Regions from separate parts of the Mus musculus genome. Here region 1 is linked to region 2. The links are chromatin contacts, called in public HiChIP or PLAC-seq maps. All regions are on one chromosome and are shown on one strand. The core of a region is the stretch at or near the end of the contact, and the rest is flanking DNA. Distances in the headings are between cores, read along the strand shown.

Region 1 (7,856 bases), core at 4,191-6,690, 330 kb before region 2:
TAGAGCTGGATTCATAGGCATTTGTGACCTGCTTGATGTGGCTGCTGCAACTGAACTCCAGTCTTCCGCAAGAGCAGCACACGCGCTAACTGCTGAGACATCTCTCTAGCCCCTTACTCTTTGAGAACAGTTGTTGTTGTCGTCTGCATAGGGCTGTCCAGTTGTTCCTCACTCTTGGTGATCCTCTTTCCTCCGTTAGAGTGCTTTCTTTGGCAGCCGGCTACTAATTGGTGCTATGTCTCCTGTCTATTTCTGGACTTTCTATTCTGTCTCATCGATTTGTTCTTTCATCCTTTTGCCAACACCGCAGTGAACCCTAAAGCTGGGTAACAGGATTTCCCAGCCTGATTCATCTTGAAAATGATTATTTGGGCTATGTTAATTCCTTGCCTTAACATAAACATTTTAGAATTGGCTTGTACTCAGCTGCTAGAAAAAAGTCCTGCTGGAAAACTGCTTAGAGCTGCATTAAATCTATAGGTCAGCCTTGAGATGAGAGTCTTTGTCATATCAAATCTGTCCGATGAGCTTGGTCTGCCTCTTTCTGTACTTGGTTTCCATCTCCTTCATTAGTGCTTTGCAGTGTTCACCATACATGACACACTAGTCTTGCTAAACTCTTACCTCAGTAGTTCATTCTCAAGAGGAGCTGCTTAGAAACTGTGTGTGTGTGTGAGTGTGCATGTGTGTGTATGTGTGTGCATGTGTATATGTATGTGTGTATGAGTGTGGTGTGTGTGTGTGTGTGTGTGAGTGTATGTGTGTATGCGTGTGTGTGGAAGTGCCTTCTTTACTGGGTGAGCCATCTTGTCAGCCCTTTCTTCACATTCTCACAGCATCTCTCGTTTTTAACTGTGTTGCTATGTTATACTATACTGTTCTGTACCGCAGTTTCTCTATTCTCATAACCAATATTCTGCTGACCAGTCCTTGCTTCTCACCTCCACGTGATGGATTAGCGCTAGGAATCCAGAGCCCCTCCAGCAGGACCGTTCATCATGTCGGCAGCCTGTGTCCACACTTGGTAGTCCGCCCCTGCCTCTCCATGCTCCTTGCCTCCCTCCTCTCCCGCTCCTTCTTCACTCTCTCACTTCCTCTTGGATTAGCTGTTGCTGCTCTCCGACACCAAGCCAATTTTGAAACACTCCTTCCCTGTCATTCCCAGCATTAGCCATATTTTGTCCACTCTGTCCTTTTGGTGAGAACACACCACACAGTAATTCCTGAAAACGCACGCTCTGCAGTCTGAGCATCTGCAGGTATCTAGTCAGCCTGCCGCTTGACTCAGAGTGTGGCCGGCTATTAAATTGTGGATTGGGAATACTTTCCCCCTTTATGACCCAATGCCATTAGCATTCCTGTCACATTTTAAAATATATGTAACCTGTTCTCCACTCCCCTTGATTTACAAACTGTCAGGAGTTTCATTATCCACGGGGTTTCTAAACTTTTAGGAAGAAAATATGTGAATTTGTGTTTTTTGCTTGTTATTCTGAACACCTGCTAATTTCCTTAAGTTACATTTTGGTATGATTTTCTGCTCTTTCATTTTCTGTTTCTGAAATTTGTATTAGAACAAAAAATTTTTGCCAGGTGGTGGTGGCATATGCCTTTAATCCTGGCACTCAGAAGGCAGAGGCAGGCCTCTGTGAGTTCAAGACTAGCCTGATCTATAGACTGAGCTCCAGGACAGAGAAACCCTGTCTTAAAAAAAGACCTTTTTTTTCCCCCTTTTCTTTTTTTCTTCTCTTTTCTTCTCTCCTCACCAACCCTCTTTTTCTTTTTGATCTGGCTGTCCTCAAACTCAGAGACAGGCCTACCTCTGCCTTCTGAGTGCTGGGATTAGAGGAGCGCCACCATGCCTGGCTTTCTTTTTGTTATTTCAAGCGTGTGCAGTGTGCATATGTGTGCTGGTTCTAGGATGTTTAATGTCTCTTCCCTTCCACTGAATTTTTATTTCTACCTACAGATTCTGCCTCCAAGAGGTCTAGCTCATATTTTGAAGATTCCTAAGTTAATTAGGGATATAGTTTTGTTTCATCATAGAATTTTTCTTGCCTTTCTAATCTGAGGGAGTTATTTTCCTGTTTTTACCTTATAACATGTGTTCCTCCTGTCTCCAACACCCAGCCCCTTTCTTCAAAGTTTATCTTTCTTTGCTTTATGTGTTTATTGCCCAGCTTTTGGGTAAGAGGGAATCCATTGATATTTAAGGGTAAGGCAGGAGGGGCTGGGCACTGTATAAAGGTAGCGCTTGCAGATCTGTGGGTTTTTCATAGTGATCTGGAGGGATTTCTAGATCTTTGCATCACAACTCAGTCCTGCCAACTGTCAGCGAGGGTTTCCCTGGTTTCATGTCTGTGGAACGTAAGCTTGGTAGTCACATTATTTAAGGAGCCTAGGGGACGGTGGATTCTCCAGTCTTCCCAGCCCAGGCTGTGCTAGTCTCTGACCACTCCACCTCCTGTAAGGTAGCAGAGAGCTAGCTGCTGGGGGTATCAAGATGGAGGAGAGCCACACAATTAAATGACCCTGATGGGCCGCTAGACTTTAGTGTCAGCCATGGGCCAAACTTCAGCCTTCAAGTCCTTGAGCTGACAAATGCTAAATTAAAGGTGTGTGTGTGTGTGTGTGTGTGTGTGTGTGTGTGTGTGTGTTAAAACAGCACAGCTCTGAATCCAATCCCTTGCCCTTGCCCTTGGCCTCAGGCGTGCCACTGCCTCCGCCACTGCTGCTGTGTACTTTGCAGTGCGCTTCAGTCTTGCTCTAGCTTGTCGACTGAATAACTTAACAAGCACAGCTCTCTACTGACCATGGTCCTGTCGCTGATCCTCTGCTCTTCTTCAAGCTGACAGGCTTAAGCAAAGATTATTTTTTCAATTCCGTTTTTGGGTCTGACAAAACATTTTCTAAGCAAGATTATAAACAAAGCTTGGACTGAATACCAGGGCAGATGATGACTTACACAGCCCACTGGGTTCTGGTTCTCTAGTGGGTATCTGGGTAATAGCATTTCATTTTACAGTGGCCTTGTCTCCACATAAACATTAAACAACTCTGTAGCCCAATATTCCTTACATTCTAAGTCTCTAAATCTTATTGTTTCCTGAGCACCTACACTCTGTGTCGGGGGAAAGTATTCCATTCTCACAAGAACTCTGCCATGTATAAACAGCAATATCAGCAGGTCACAAGGAAGTGAAATCTCAAAAGCATAAGGAATTTGCCAAAGATCACATACAACTAGAGACCCAGACCTAAAGTCAGTTTGACTCCAAATATTACACTCTTAAAAAATAGGCTATACTGCTTACGGGTAAAAATAAATCATAGTTTTATTAGAAAGGTAATGGTAAGAAAGTTTATTTCTGTAGCTACCGTGATGTATTGCCCACATTAAATGCATATTAAAACTGCTCAGAGTCATAACACTTCTAGAGCATGGACTGTCAGCCTCTGTGACACCTTAATACATCATGGGCATGTTTTAAATCTGCTTCCTTACACTTTTAATAAACATTGCTAATATAGTTCCCACATTTAATAAACATTGCTAATATCGTTCCCTTATTTCCCGATCTAACTAATGCGACAGTGGGGATACAACCATCTTAAGGCTCGGCAGGAGAGAAGGGAACTGAGATGGTACTGATGATGGTGTGAAGAGGAGATTCTGATGATGGTGTGAAGAGGAGATGCTGAAGACTGCCTTAGGCTTTTTTCAGAGTCTGGAGGCAAGACAGGATTTCTATTTTTGATACTTGTTTAGAATTCTTACAGCTACAATTTTCAGTTTATAGGGCCATTTCTCTCAGTGGATATGCACAGTGTATATAGCTGATAATCTTACTGGATATGCACAGTGTATAGGACCATCTCTCTCAGTGGATATGCACAGTTTATATGGCTCTTTCACTAAATATAGGGCTCAGTCCCTAGGGCTGCCTCTCTCAGTGGATACACCCAAGATATAGCTGAAAACTCATAGCCTCCAAGGATCATCAGCTTCCCGATTCTTCTTAGGGCAGTGCTTGTTGGTTTCACTGTATGAGATGTGATTGTTCTGATGCTGTGATGGACTGGAATCCTTGGAGGGGTGGAAAACTTGACTAGTGACTGTTTCTGAACTGCAATGCATGTAAGACAGGCAGTCCCCATACAGGAGTGTCACTGGGAGGCAGTCTTCTTTCTAATTCTTTGCTCAACCGCAGATGTTGCTCCTGGGGTATGACTAGGCTGGGGATGGGCTTGAGAGCATCTGCCTGGGATGTGTGAGGCTCTGTTCAATCCAGCACTGGACAGGAAAAAAGGATTTTCTTTGTTTCTCTGTTTTGCTTTGCTTTATTTTTTGTTGTTGTTGTTTTTGTTTTTTGTTTCTAAAAGACACTGCTATCTGTAGTTGAGACAACCGTGGTTTCTATATTTCCCAGAGAGAGCAAGACACTTGTGTTGCAGTAAATCTCCAACCCAAATATGCCCTGGCAATGACAACACAACTCAGTTAATATGATTACATGCTGTGCGCCTAGATTGGGCAGATCTGCCACTACACTACCATCTTCCACATCTTATGAGATCCCTTAGAACTTGTGGTTTCTCCAGGCCATGAGCTTCTGCTCTGCTTTATTTTCTTCCTCCTCCTCTGCACTGCCTTTCTCTCAAACCTCCTTCTCTCTCCCCACCTTCTGCTCCACCTTCCCTTTTACCTGCCCAAGCATCAGCTCTCCTTTATTTCACAAATGAAGGTGGGAAGCAGGTTTACAGGAAATCACCTGAGTGCTGACTCATTCCTCGTTCACAAGCACTCACTAGAGAACGGAATTAACATCAAATATAATCAGCCCCAGGGCTATCCACAACACAGTGCAGTCTGCCTTCTTTTTAGAAACCATCAGTTTTCAAAGGATTGGGCATAAAGATAGTTCAGCTGATGGCACATAGGAACCAAACCCTACCTGCCTGTGAGAGATCACTGCATACACAATATCCCGGAATTTTGTAAATAGACCATTAACCTCTGGTAGCTGGAACAGTAGGGAGGAAAGGTTTACACCACAGAACTTGGCATACATCATTAGCACCCCCTGTCCGCAGTGGCCAGGACAGCCATCTTATCAGCAGATCCTAGGAACACCTGCCAGGAGAGCTTACATTCTCAGTAGGTACTCCTGAGAATCTTACAGAACCAAAAGTTACTCCTATGGATTTCTCTAGCAGGAATAAACAATAGAAAAGTGATTATAGGCATAGCCCAAGGGTCACCATGTAAGCAAACAGTAAAAGCCAGGTGTACTTATACATGAATAGAGATACAGCAGGAAATTGCAAAAGACTGTGAAAGGCATTGCTTTTCTGGGAAAAGGAGATTCCCACAGACAGCACGTGTGTAAGTGTTGGCTTGCAGACAATTCTGCTGGGCTCCTCCCAACAGTGATCTAGCAACAGCTTGTGTCACTGCCTGCCAGGTGTGAACCAGGTGCCCATAAACAGGACTGCCTGCTAGCCCAGCCCCTCTGCCTCTCTCTGCCTCTCTCTGCCTCTCTCTGCCTCTCTCTGCCTCTCTCTGCCTCTCTCTTTCTCTCTCTCTCTCTCTCTCTTTCTCTCTCTCTCTCTCTCTCTCTCTCTCCTCCCCTTGTTTCTCAATTTCTGTCCTTCTCTGTCCCTTCTCTGCCTCTACCCATTTCCAGGTCCCTGATCCCCACTCTTTCCCTGACAATAAACTTTCTTTTATACTAAGCCTTTTGAGTGGCAAGATTGTTCAGGGGATGCCTCAGCACTTCAGCACTGGCTGCCCAGAACTCCCAGCTCCTGCTATTGCCGATTTACATTTCACAACAACAATCACACAAGGCTTGAAGCATTCTGTAACAGTGACACACGGAAGCAGCCTGTCTCCAGAGTTATTGGCCAAAGCAAAGAACAAAGAATAAGTGGACCATGCTTTCTTTGAAAACTGAACAGAGCACTGTATATCACTAAAAGATCTTAAGATAGCTGCTTGGATATTGGGAAAAAGTTAAGTTTAAATAGAAGAGTAGCAATTATATCTGAAAATAGGCTTTCTTGTCCAACTGAACTCTTAAAACTGCAAAACTACTGAGCTAATGGCTAGAAATGGCCAACCATTGACAACAGAACTGTCACTTACACCTGCTGGCGGGAAAATCCGTTTTTTGTTTTTGTTTTTGGTTTTTTTTTTTTCTGAGACATTGGGTATATCATTCACTCCAGGTCCTCAGGCCTCATGATGAGGAGTAGTTGACCAACATATAATAGAATCCACTCTGTGTGTGTGTGTGTGTGTGTGTGTGTGTGTGTGTGTGTGTGTGTAGACATGTACTTTTTACTTGGTTTACAGTTTGGTGAGTCTTTTCTGTTTGGGTAGTGTTTTATTTTGTTTTCCTGGACTGGAGGATTTTGTTGCTGCACTGGCTTTTGTTTGTCTTGAGAAAAAACTCAAGGGGGGAAAAGATCTAGAAGGACTTGGGGAGGGGAAAACATGATCAAAATAAATTTAAATTGAAAAATTGTTTTAAGCAGTAAACATAAGATAAAAAAGAAGATAGACTTGCATTAGCTTTTCCTCACTAAAAACAAACAAACAAATCTGCCAACCATTAGGTAGCCATTGGCGTTTGGGTGAGAGTGTTCCACACAGGCACATGCACAAGTGGTGGAACTGTTTGGGAAGGATTGGGAGGTGTGATGTCGTTGGAGGAAGTGTGCCACTGGGGCTGGGCTTTGAGGTTTAAAGAGCTTCCAGCCACCCCCAGTGTCACAGCTCCTGCTGTGGCTTAGATGTGAGTGGTCAGCTGTTCCTGCTCTCGGGGACCCTAACCCTCCAGAACCATGAGCCCAGTTGAACACTTTCTTTCGTAAGTTGCCCTGGTCGGGGTATTTTATCACAGCAACAGAAACGCACCTATCTATATACAATAAACTACATGTATTCATAGTCCCAGAGTGTCTTTCTTCTGTGCTTTTTTCTGGGCATCTCTTGCTGTCTCAACACCGAGTGTGTGCCTCCCGTGTGTACTGAGCACAGTCCTGACTGCTGCGCATGTGTGTTCTAGTCCCGTGCAGTGATGACTCAGGACAGTCCATCCATTTTAAAGTTCACGGTTAAGTGAGCACTCTTCAGACTCCAGCAGTGCCATATGGGGTCTGCTTTCTGAACTTCCTGCTGCTATTAGAAAGTGACATCTGAAGCTACTATCGGTCAACCTTTTCTCATGAGAACAGTCATTGACAGCTTTGCAGATTTGATTTTTTGAGGAAAATGGAGTATATTTAATAGAATTGTTTAGAAGAATAAAAATGTAATACAATAAAAAAATGAAGCAACATTGAGAATATAACTAGGTGAGTTTTGGCTTATAATAGCCCATGGTTTTAAAAATATAGACTAAAAGTAATAACTCTCGAGTCTAGGGACTCCAGTTGTAGTGATACTTGAATTTATTGTTATAGTTGTTCTAACTATAGGAAAAATGCATATTCTTCGTCAGAGTGTCAAATTAATGAACATAAGTTATACAAAGAGTTCAGTAAGCTCTCCCTGTGTTATCATTTGAAAATATAGCGGGGAATTCACTAACGAAAACTCAAACAAGTCTGTCTTCTAAGCTAATGCTGCTTGACAGCAGGAGGCAGCAAAGACAGCAAGGACAGCGCAGCTAATTGTCTGTGTGTCTGAGGACAGTCAGTCTGCTATACTCAGAAGAATCACGGAAAGATGAAGCAGATGGCTTGAAAGATTGTTTTCCAGGCCATCACTGCTGACCTAAATAAAGGAGCTTCCACTACCCAACAGAAGCCACACAAGGGACTGTGGAAATCTCCCAAGCAGAAGGCTG
Region 2 (7,770 bases), core at 913-3,412:
CATGCTCATCTCCCAGGTGATTCTGGATGCCATCAGGTTGGCAAACGCTGTGGTGCACTGTCTCAGGCTCTGGCTGGACAAACAGGCCAACAGAGCAGAGCGGTGGTCCTCCAGAGAACACCCTTCAAACAAAACACCCAAGGTGGAAACCTCTAAGAAAAGCATTAGCAGAGTTGCTGTCCTCAAGTTTTCAGCTCCCTCCAGAAGACTGTAAGCAAGATGGAGGATGTGAGATGGGTGCCAGTGTAGTGTGAGGTAGAATGGGTGCTGAAAGAACGTTTGAATCTCTTACTAGAAGGTCCTATGCAACCCCTGCAAAAGCAACTTCAAACATGTGCATGCTTCCCTAGTGAATAATGTGATGCTCCGTTGCATAATTATTATGAAGTTATGTCCCGGTGGCACCCAAGTAGTTTAAAGTTGGTTACTGCCTGGCCTAGATGCACCCGGGGCTTTATGAAACCCGGGGTGCATTCATAAATGCCACACAGACAGATGCTTAATGGATTCGCAGAGACGAAGAAGCCAAACGCCACGCATCGCAGAGGCATTCGCACATGTCCGATTGTTTCAGACTACCGGGATGCCGGATCTCTGGAGGAACGGCTTTAGCAGAGCATGAAGACGTGGGTGAAAGCTCTGTCGCCAAAGGGAATTGGTGCTGGGAAATAAACAGCAACTTAAGTAAGAATTAGAGCAGACTCTCACGTTTCCTTTTCCCTCTTTTCCTCTCCCGCTTTAGTTTTGTTATTTTCATTACGACTATTCTTCCCCACCTCCACCGACCCCCCCCCCCCAAGAAGGTCTTTTATTTACATTCAGGAAATTCAGCTAGCCAGGGATCCTAGCTGCAAATGGCTCCCTTTGAAAGAGATCTGGGTAGTGGCTGATGGACCGTTCCCAGTCAATTTCACTGAGGCTCCGGCTATCTCTAGAGAAGGATTTTCACACAAATTGAATGTTTTAAAAACTTAAGAGCCAGCTATATTTGGATCTGTGAGCTATGAACAGCAGGGAGCCTGCAGGACTCTAAACCTATTGCCTCTGTTTTCCTGAACTCCGTGAGCTCTGTCTTTAGACGCTGCCTCAACTCCTCCCGTGGAAGAACACTTGCCTCCACCGCAGGTAGCCTCCGGCTTTTTCTGACTTCACCCACAGATGTCACCCAGAAATGACGCCTAACACTCTCAGCTCAATTTGCATCGCCACACAAAAGGGTCTCTCCTAGGAAACCTTTTCTGCACTTCTGAAGCATAATGCATTTCAAAGAAATGTGTTCTTTTTGAGATAATAACTGCAGTTAACTCCCCCACTAGTCTCGCTGAAGTATTTGACAATTAATCCAGCTTACCATTGGCTTGAAATGATTTGACAACCGTTTAACTCTTTTGGGAAATGCCTTTCTTCAGCTTACTAGTTAAGCATTTCCCCTCCTTTACAATGTATCCTGTTCACTGAAATTTCATTTCTATTGCCTTCTCTCTTGTCCCCTGAAATACCGATTTATTTCCTGTTGTGTGCATTTGTATATATTAAAGACATGTGGAATCATTGCTCTATAGGGCTACATACCCCCAAAATTTGTATGTTGAAGACCCAACCTCTAAATATTTCATAATGTGACTGTGTTTGGAGACGGGGGTCCTTTAAAGAGGAAGAGTATGTCAGAATGGGGTGTGAAGGCTGGGGCTTAGTTCAGTATGTTGGCTAGCCCAACGCATACAGGAGATTTAGACATACAAAGAAGCACACTCAGAGAGGAAAGGCCTTGTGGAACCAGGAGAAGGTTACCATCTGCAAGTCACAGACCTGGAGAAAACCTAATTCTGTTTATATCTTCAAGTATTTGAGGAGATGAAAGTCGGTTATGCCTGTGGCATTCCTGAAGGATAAAGGGAAACATCTCTTTCCGTTCTACCCCTTCTAAGGGTTTGGTTCAGCCTTGCATTCTTTGTGAGGGATCCTCCCACCCACGCCAGCGTCCTAGGCTCCTGCAAACCTCAAACGTTGACCGCAGCGTGCTAGGAGCCCATCCTGCTGCCGGAAGCAGCATGGCGGAGCTCGGGAGGCCACTGCTCGCAGAGCATGGTTACAGTGAGCTAAGAGTGAATGGACTTCGGCAACCCGAGTGTACAGGCAGCAACTCTGCTTTGGTTCACCACCCACACCTGCTTCCTTGCTAAACCCAGACCCCCTGTGGCCAGCCCATCCCTCCACTGTTCCCTTCGCCCTCCTAATCCACTCGGCCTTACCTGCTACCTTGCCTGTTTCCTGCCTGTACTTTTTGTAATTATCAGCAGAAAGTAGTCATTTCATGAACACTGGAAGGGTAAAATAAACTATGGGCTAATCACCTACCTGCCACCAACCTGACATTTTTTATTTGGCGAGATTAAATTATACTTAACACTAAGCCTGCCTTTTAAAAGAGGGAACAAGCCACCCAGGGCAGTTTAGAAGTCCCAGGTGTCTCCACAATCCTTTGTGTTCTGTTTCCTACCAAGGTTCCACACTCAGTCTCAGCAGCATAGTGACGATTTAAATTAAATATTTGCATAGCCCCTCCCCCTCCCTAGCTTTCCGGATGGATTGTAAACAACCTGGACACCCAAAAGCTCTTGGAGCTCCGCCCTCAGCAACTCCCTGCAGTCCTCCAGTCCCCCAGACTCACCCTGTGCCATGGTGTGCTCCACTTAGGCCATCATCTTAGAATTAATTTCCCCCAGTTAGCTATCTGAACCTTGCTCAAACGACGATTTTTATCTCCATCCACCCTTGTATTCGTCAGGGTTCTCTACAGGAACAGAAATGATAGAACAAGTATACATATGTAGTGGCTGTCCATCAATGGAAAGTCCAAGAAAACAGTAATTGTTCCATCCGCGAGGCTGGATGTCTCCGCTGGTCTTCAGTATATGCCAGGGTCCCCCCCCCTAAAAAGTGGGTACTAATGCCAGCAAAGGAATGAACTTGGTAGTGAAAACAGGCAAAGAGCAAAAGTTTTCCTTCCATGTCCTTTTTATATAGGCTGCCAGCAGAAAGTGTGGCCCAGAGTAAAGGTGGGAATCCCCAACACAAATGATCTGGGTTAAAGGAGAATCTTCTCGCTTCAAGGAATTTAATTAAGAAAACTCTCTCACAGGTGTGCCCAGATGCTTGGGTTTTAGTTAATTCCAGACATAGTCAAGTTGACCAGCAGCAGCAGCAACAGCCATCACAACCTCTTTTCAGTCCTGCCAATAAGAAGAACAACAATACTAACAGCAGGAGTGGGGATGAAAACACTGTCCTTCTGGTCCCGATTTTAACTGGGTTGTCTGCGTTCACCACTGGAAGAGGAAACACTGTGGGAGCAGTGGCTGAGGGGACACGTTCTGCCGTGCAGACCTGAAATGCTGAAAAACATTTGAAGAACACCAGTCATCCCTTTTGGTCCCTCCTTTTTAAAGCTAATCCCATCCAGGTTGGGGGAAAATGTTTTACTTGAAGGTTTTTGCACGGGTTAGCATAAAGGAGGAAGGCATTGAGACGGATGAATGGCACAATGACTATTTTTCTGGATTTAGATTAAAAATCGAATTCTTGGTTTTCGGGTTTCATCCTGGAAAATGGCCATTTCTCTTCCAGAGTCATCCTTACCTCACACCTAGTTTTCGGAGATCATTGGCAACAGTCCTAAGAGCCATGAGGGAGTGGGTGGGGTGGGTTTCTCTCAGTGACACTGTACTACAAACTGTCGTGGGGCTTCAACAGCTGGGCTACACCCTCATGTACTTACCTCTAAGGGACATGTGTTCTGCTTCAGTCGAGGCTTGTCTCATTGTATTTCAAGTTGTTTTTTAAAGAAATGTGTGTGTGTGTGTGTGTGTGTGTGTATGCGTGTGTGTATGTGTATGTACTTACATGTGTGTGAACACACCTTTGAAAGTCAGAGGACACCTCAGGTATCATCCACATTCGTTGGTCTACAACTCATCAGTTAGGATACACTAGCTGGCCATCAAGTCAACAAGCCACTCCTTTCTGCTTCCGCAGCGCTGGATGACAAGTGCATACTAACCGTCATGATGGCAATTATTCATGTGCTCTGGGTATCAAATCTACATACTTGCGAGGCCTGTGCTGTACTGACAGGGCTATCTCAAGCTTGTATCGTAAGCTGCATGGGCCTTATGTCATGTCCTCTGAGCTTTCCAAAGACAAGGTCATTCATAATTAGTATAAACTTATTCATGTTGAAAAGGACAAACTGCTGAAGCAAAAGGCTCCTGCAGCCCCTTACTCTCAGAGATTTCCCCTGCCAGATTCTATATTTCTCTATTACTTATCAATAAGTACATATCTTTACATCAAAGGTATGATTTTTTACATTGTTTCCTTTTATTGAAAATAGATTCTTTTCTCAAACACTATATCCTGATTGCAGTTTCTCCTCCTTCTACTCCTCTCAGTTTCTCCCCATCTCCCCTCCCCTCCCGGTCCACTCCCTCTCTGTCAGAAAAAAAAAAAAAAAAAAAAAAAAGGCTTCCGAGAGATAACAACCAAACACCACAAAATAAAATATAGCACTGTGGAGCAACTTCATATCCTATTGAAGTTGGATATGGCAATCCAACAGAAGGAGGACAGTCAGGGACCCACTATTTCTCACAGGCAGCAGTCCCATAAAAACATAGCTATTATCCATATCATATATGCAGAGGACCTGATGTGGGCCCCGTGCTGCTGCTTCAGTCTCTTTGAGCTCACTGTGTAGTTGATTCAGAGGGTCTTGTTCTCCTGGCATCCTCCATCCTCTCTGACTCCTACGCTCTTTCTATCTCCTCTTCCATGGGATTCCCTGAGCTCTTAGGGGAGGGATTTGATGGAGACCTCCAATTTAAAGTCTCTCTCCACATAATCTCTGGCTGCGGGTCTCTGCATGCATTCCTTCATGGTATCAGAGGGAGCTTCTCTGAGGATGACTGAATAAGGTACTGATCTATGCATATAGTAGAAGATCATTAGGAATCATTTATGGATTTTTTTTTATACCTGTAGTCTTTGATTTTAGTCTAGTTCTCTGGACTGTCTAGTCTTTGATTCTTGGTTACCCAAGCAGTGTCAGGAGTGGGTTCCATCTTGTGGAGTGGGCCTTGGGTCAAGTCAGACTTTTTTTTTTTTGGCTATGCTCACAAGTTCTGAGCCACCATTGCCCTAGTACGTGATGCAGGCAAGACAGACGGTGGGGCAAAGGTTTTGTGGCTGGCTTGGTATCCATATTTCTCTTTCAGTAGGCTGTGGAGCACCACAGACACTGGACCATAGGGGGGGAAGGTTCCATGTAGACACCAGCTTGACTTCTCCAGGGTCAGTGAGTGGTGTGGCTGTTGTCCTCAGCAATGAAGTCCCGCTGTCAGCTTACACAAAGCAACCTTTTGTCTTAGCAACAGCCTAGGTTGTTCGGGGTTTTCCATGGGACCCCTTGATCAATGGCTCGGATGCAATCAAGTCATATCACTGGAAGACTCTCCTGACTACAAGAGATAGTTAAGATTCTGGATCCCCCACTCTTAGGTGTTCTCATGTGGATCACTTTCATAGATTCCAGGATGTTTCTACTGCAGTAGGTTGTCCACATCACTGCACAAATGCTTCCCCAGTTCCAGACACTTCTCCTTCTGCCCAATCGCCCTGCAACACACCCTGGCCTCCATCCCCATTCCACCCCAGTCTGCCAGTAAAATCTATTTTTCCCTCCAAGGGACATCCCTGCATCGGCCCTAAACCCTTCCTTGTTACCTGACTTCTCTGAGTCTATGGATCGTAGCTTGGTCATCATTTATCTAATGGCAACTCTCCACTTATAAGTTGAGTACATACCATATTTATCCTCCTGGGTCTGGGATACCTCACTCAGAATAATTTTTTTTCAAGTTCCATCCATTAGGCATGATGATTTTTAAGACACATACTCAGAACTGCAAAAATTTCGCATGTTAAGGATTCACTTTAATTTTAAGTATGTGTCTGTGTGTGGGTATGTACCTGTGAGTGGAGTTCAGAACTATCTTTCTAGTTTCAAATATAACCTTAGTCTTAAATCTCTATTTTGGGCATAATTAATCTCGCCAGCAGCAGAAATGTAGCATGTGTCAAAGCAAAGGAGGCATTTCAGAGTTCTCAGATAGCTGGGAACCCCTGTCCACTGTTTTGCCTTGGACGGTTGCTGCTATTGCAGTTGTCATAGACTCAGGGAAGCTCTGATGCATGGCAGAGATCTGCACACATTGGCACCAACTACACTGCCACTACCACATCTAATTCTGAGCAGCTGCTGCTTCTCACTGACCGATACACTGGTATCGATCACAGACCTGGTGATGGCTGCTCTTGAGAACCAACCTGACAGGATCTAGAATCAACCAGGAGTCAAACCTTGGGTCATGTCTGTGAGGCTGGTTACAGTTTGAGTTAGCTGAGGTAGGATGACCTATCTTGGATGTAGGTAGCATCCTTCCATGTGCTTGGGTCCAAGACTGGACCAAAGGAAGACAGTGAGCCAAACACCAGCTTTCATGGCTCTCTGCTTCCCAACTGCTTAATGGGACCAGCTACCTTGATGGCTCCATTTCTTTAATTCCTCATGGTGATAGACTATATCCTCAAACCCTGAGCAGAAAGGAACCCTTCCTTCCATACATTGATTTTGTCAGATATTTTGTCCTAGCAATGAGAAACAAAATTTATATAGACCACCTGGCTTACATTGTAACTGTTGATGGAGGTTGCCTAACCCTGGCCCAGGAACTTTAACCAGCTGCTGATTTTTACTTGAAACTAAAGGTTGTGCCCTGGGCTCCAGCCAGTGAAGCCCATCTACCCAGTCCTGTTTGTTTGTTTGTTTGTTTGTTTGTTCATTTGTTAGTTTTTCCTTTTCTTTCTTTCCATCCCCAGGATTGTCAGCAGAGAAAACCAGCTATGTTCACCTTGCCAACTTATTTTGTTGTTGGGTTTCTGTTTGTTTGTTTGTTAAGATAGGGTTTCTCTTTGGGTAGCCCTGGCTGACCTGGAACTGAGGCTGCAAACCAGGCTGGCCTTGAACTCAGAGACCCACCTACTCTGCTTCTTGAGTGCTGGGATAAAAGGCATGAGCCACCACCTCCAGGCTCTGGTCCAGGTTTCTTGTCCCTCCTCTGTACCACTGTGTGCATTGGTAAATGGAGCTTTGTGGAGCCGCCTCACATGGGGAACTGAAACTCAGGGCTAAAGCAGAGACCATATTACTCCCAACAGCTCCCTTTCTCTGCTTGCTTTCTTTCCCATCAAAAACTTTTATCTTGCCCCACATAGGAAAACAAGCTCTCAGGTCAACGGCCATTCCTTTCAAAGCTATTGTTTAAGGCATTGTCTCTGCCAGAAGCTTCAAGGAGTCTATTTTGAAACTAAAAGGTTGAGAACGTTTTCTTTTGTGTTCTGTTCCATTGTGGCTCCATCCTCAGAGGCCTGGGATGCCCTGATTAGGGCCACCCATGGTGGAAGGGCTGTTAACAGAAAGAGGGCCATTCGCTGCAGGAGAGCTGGTAGAGAGTAGTAGAGAGGAGGCACCTACTTAGAAAACCCTCCAAGGAACTTCCCTAGTGTAGCAGAACAGTTTAAAAATTAAAGAAGTGGCTAGAAATATAGCTAAGTAATAGGATGCTTGCTTAGTATTCATGAAAGGACAAATTAAACCGAGTGAGTGGCACACGCTTGTAATCCGAGCACATAGGCAGTGGATGCCGTTGGGTC

The links. HiChIP or PLAC-seq counts read pairs in DNA pulled down with a chosen protein or histone mark.
Region 1: a contact with region 2 is called in an H3K27ac HiChIP or PLAC-seq map of embryonic stem cells, with 2.6 times the contacts expected there. The contact joins two enhancer-like sites. A contact is called at or near these places in 2 of 484 Hi-C or Micro-C datasets (embryonic stem cells and nephron progenitors) and 1 of 115 datasets of contacts at active chromatin or transcription factors (embryonic stem cells).

What each region holds. Positions count from the first base shown.
Region 1 is chr14:79,107,150-79,115,005 of GRCm38.p6, reverse strand. The region is part of intron 37 of Vwa8 (von Willebrand factor A domain containing 8); the gene reads right to left. It overlaps Gm30970 (a long non-coding RNA gene), which reads left to right. Exons shown (of 2, transcript XR_383637.4): 2 at 7,769-7,856. Among named protein-coding and RNA genes, the nearest start is that of Gm30970, 24 kb to the left of the region's middle. Within about 2 kb of position 5,440, at least 21 of the 459 cell types and tissues checked have an H3K27ac peak or open chromatin away from gene starts, as enhancers often do. A contact at or near this core is called in embryonic stem cells, where this site is marked.
Region 2 is chr14:78,770,228-78,777,997 of GRCm38.p6, reverse strand. No RefSeq gene overlaps it. Among named protein-coding and RNA genes, the nearest start is that of Dgkh, 41 kb to the right of the region's middle. Within about 2 kb of position 2,162, at least 15 of the 459 cell types and tissues checked have an H3K27ac peak or open chromatin away from gene starts, as enhancers often do. A contact at or near this core is called in embryonic stem cells, where this site is marked.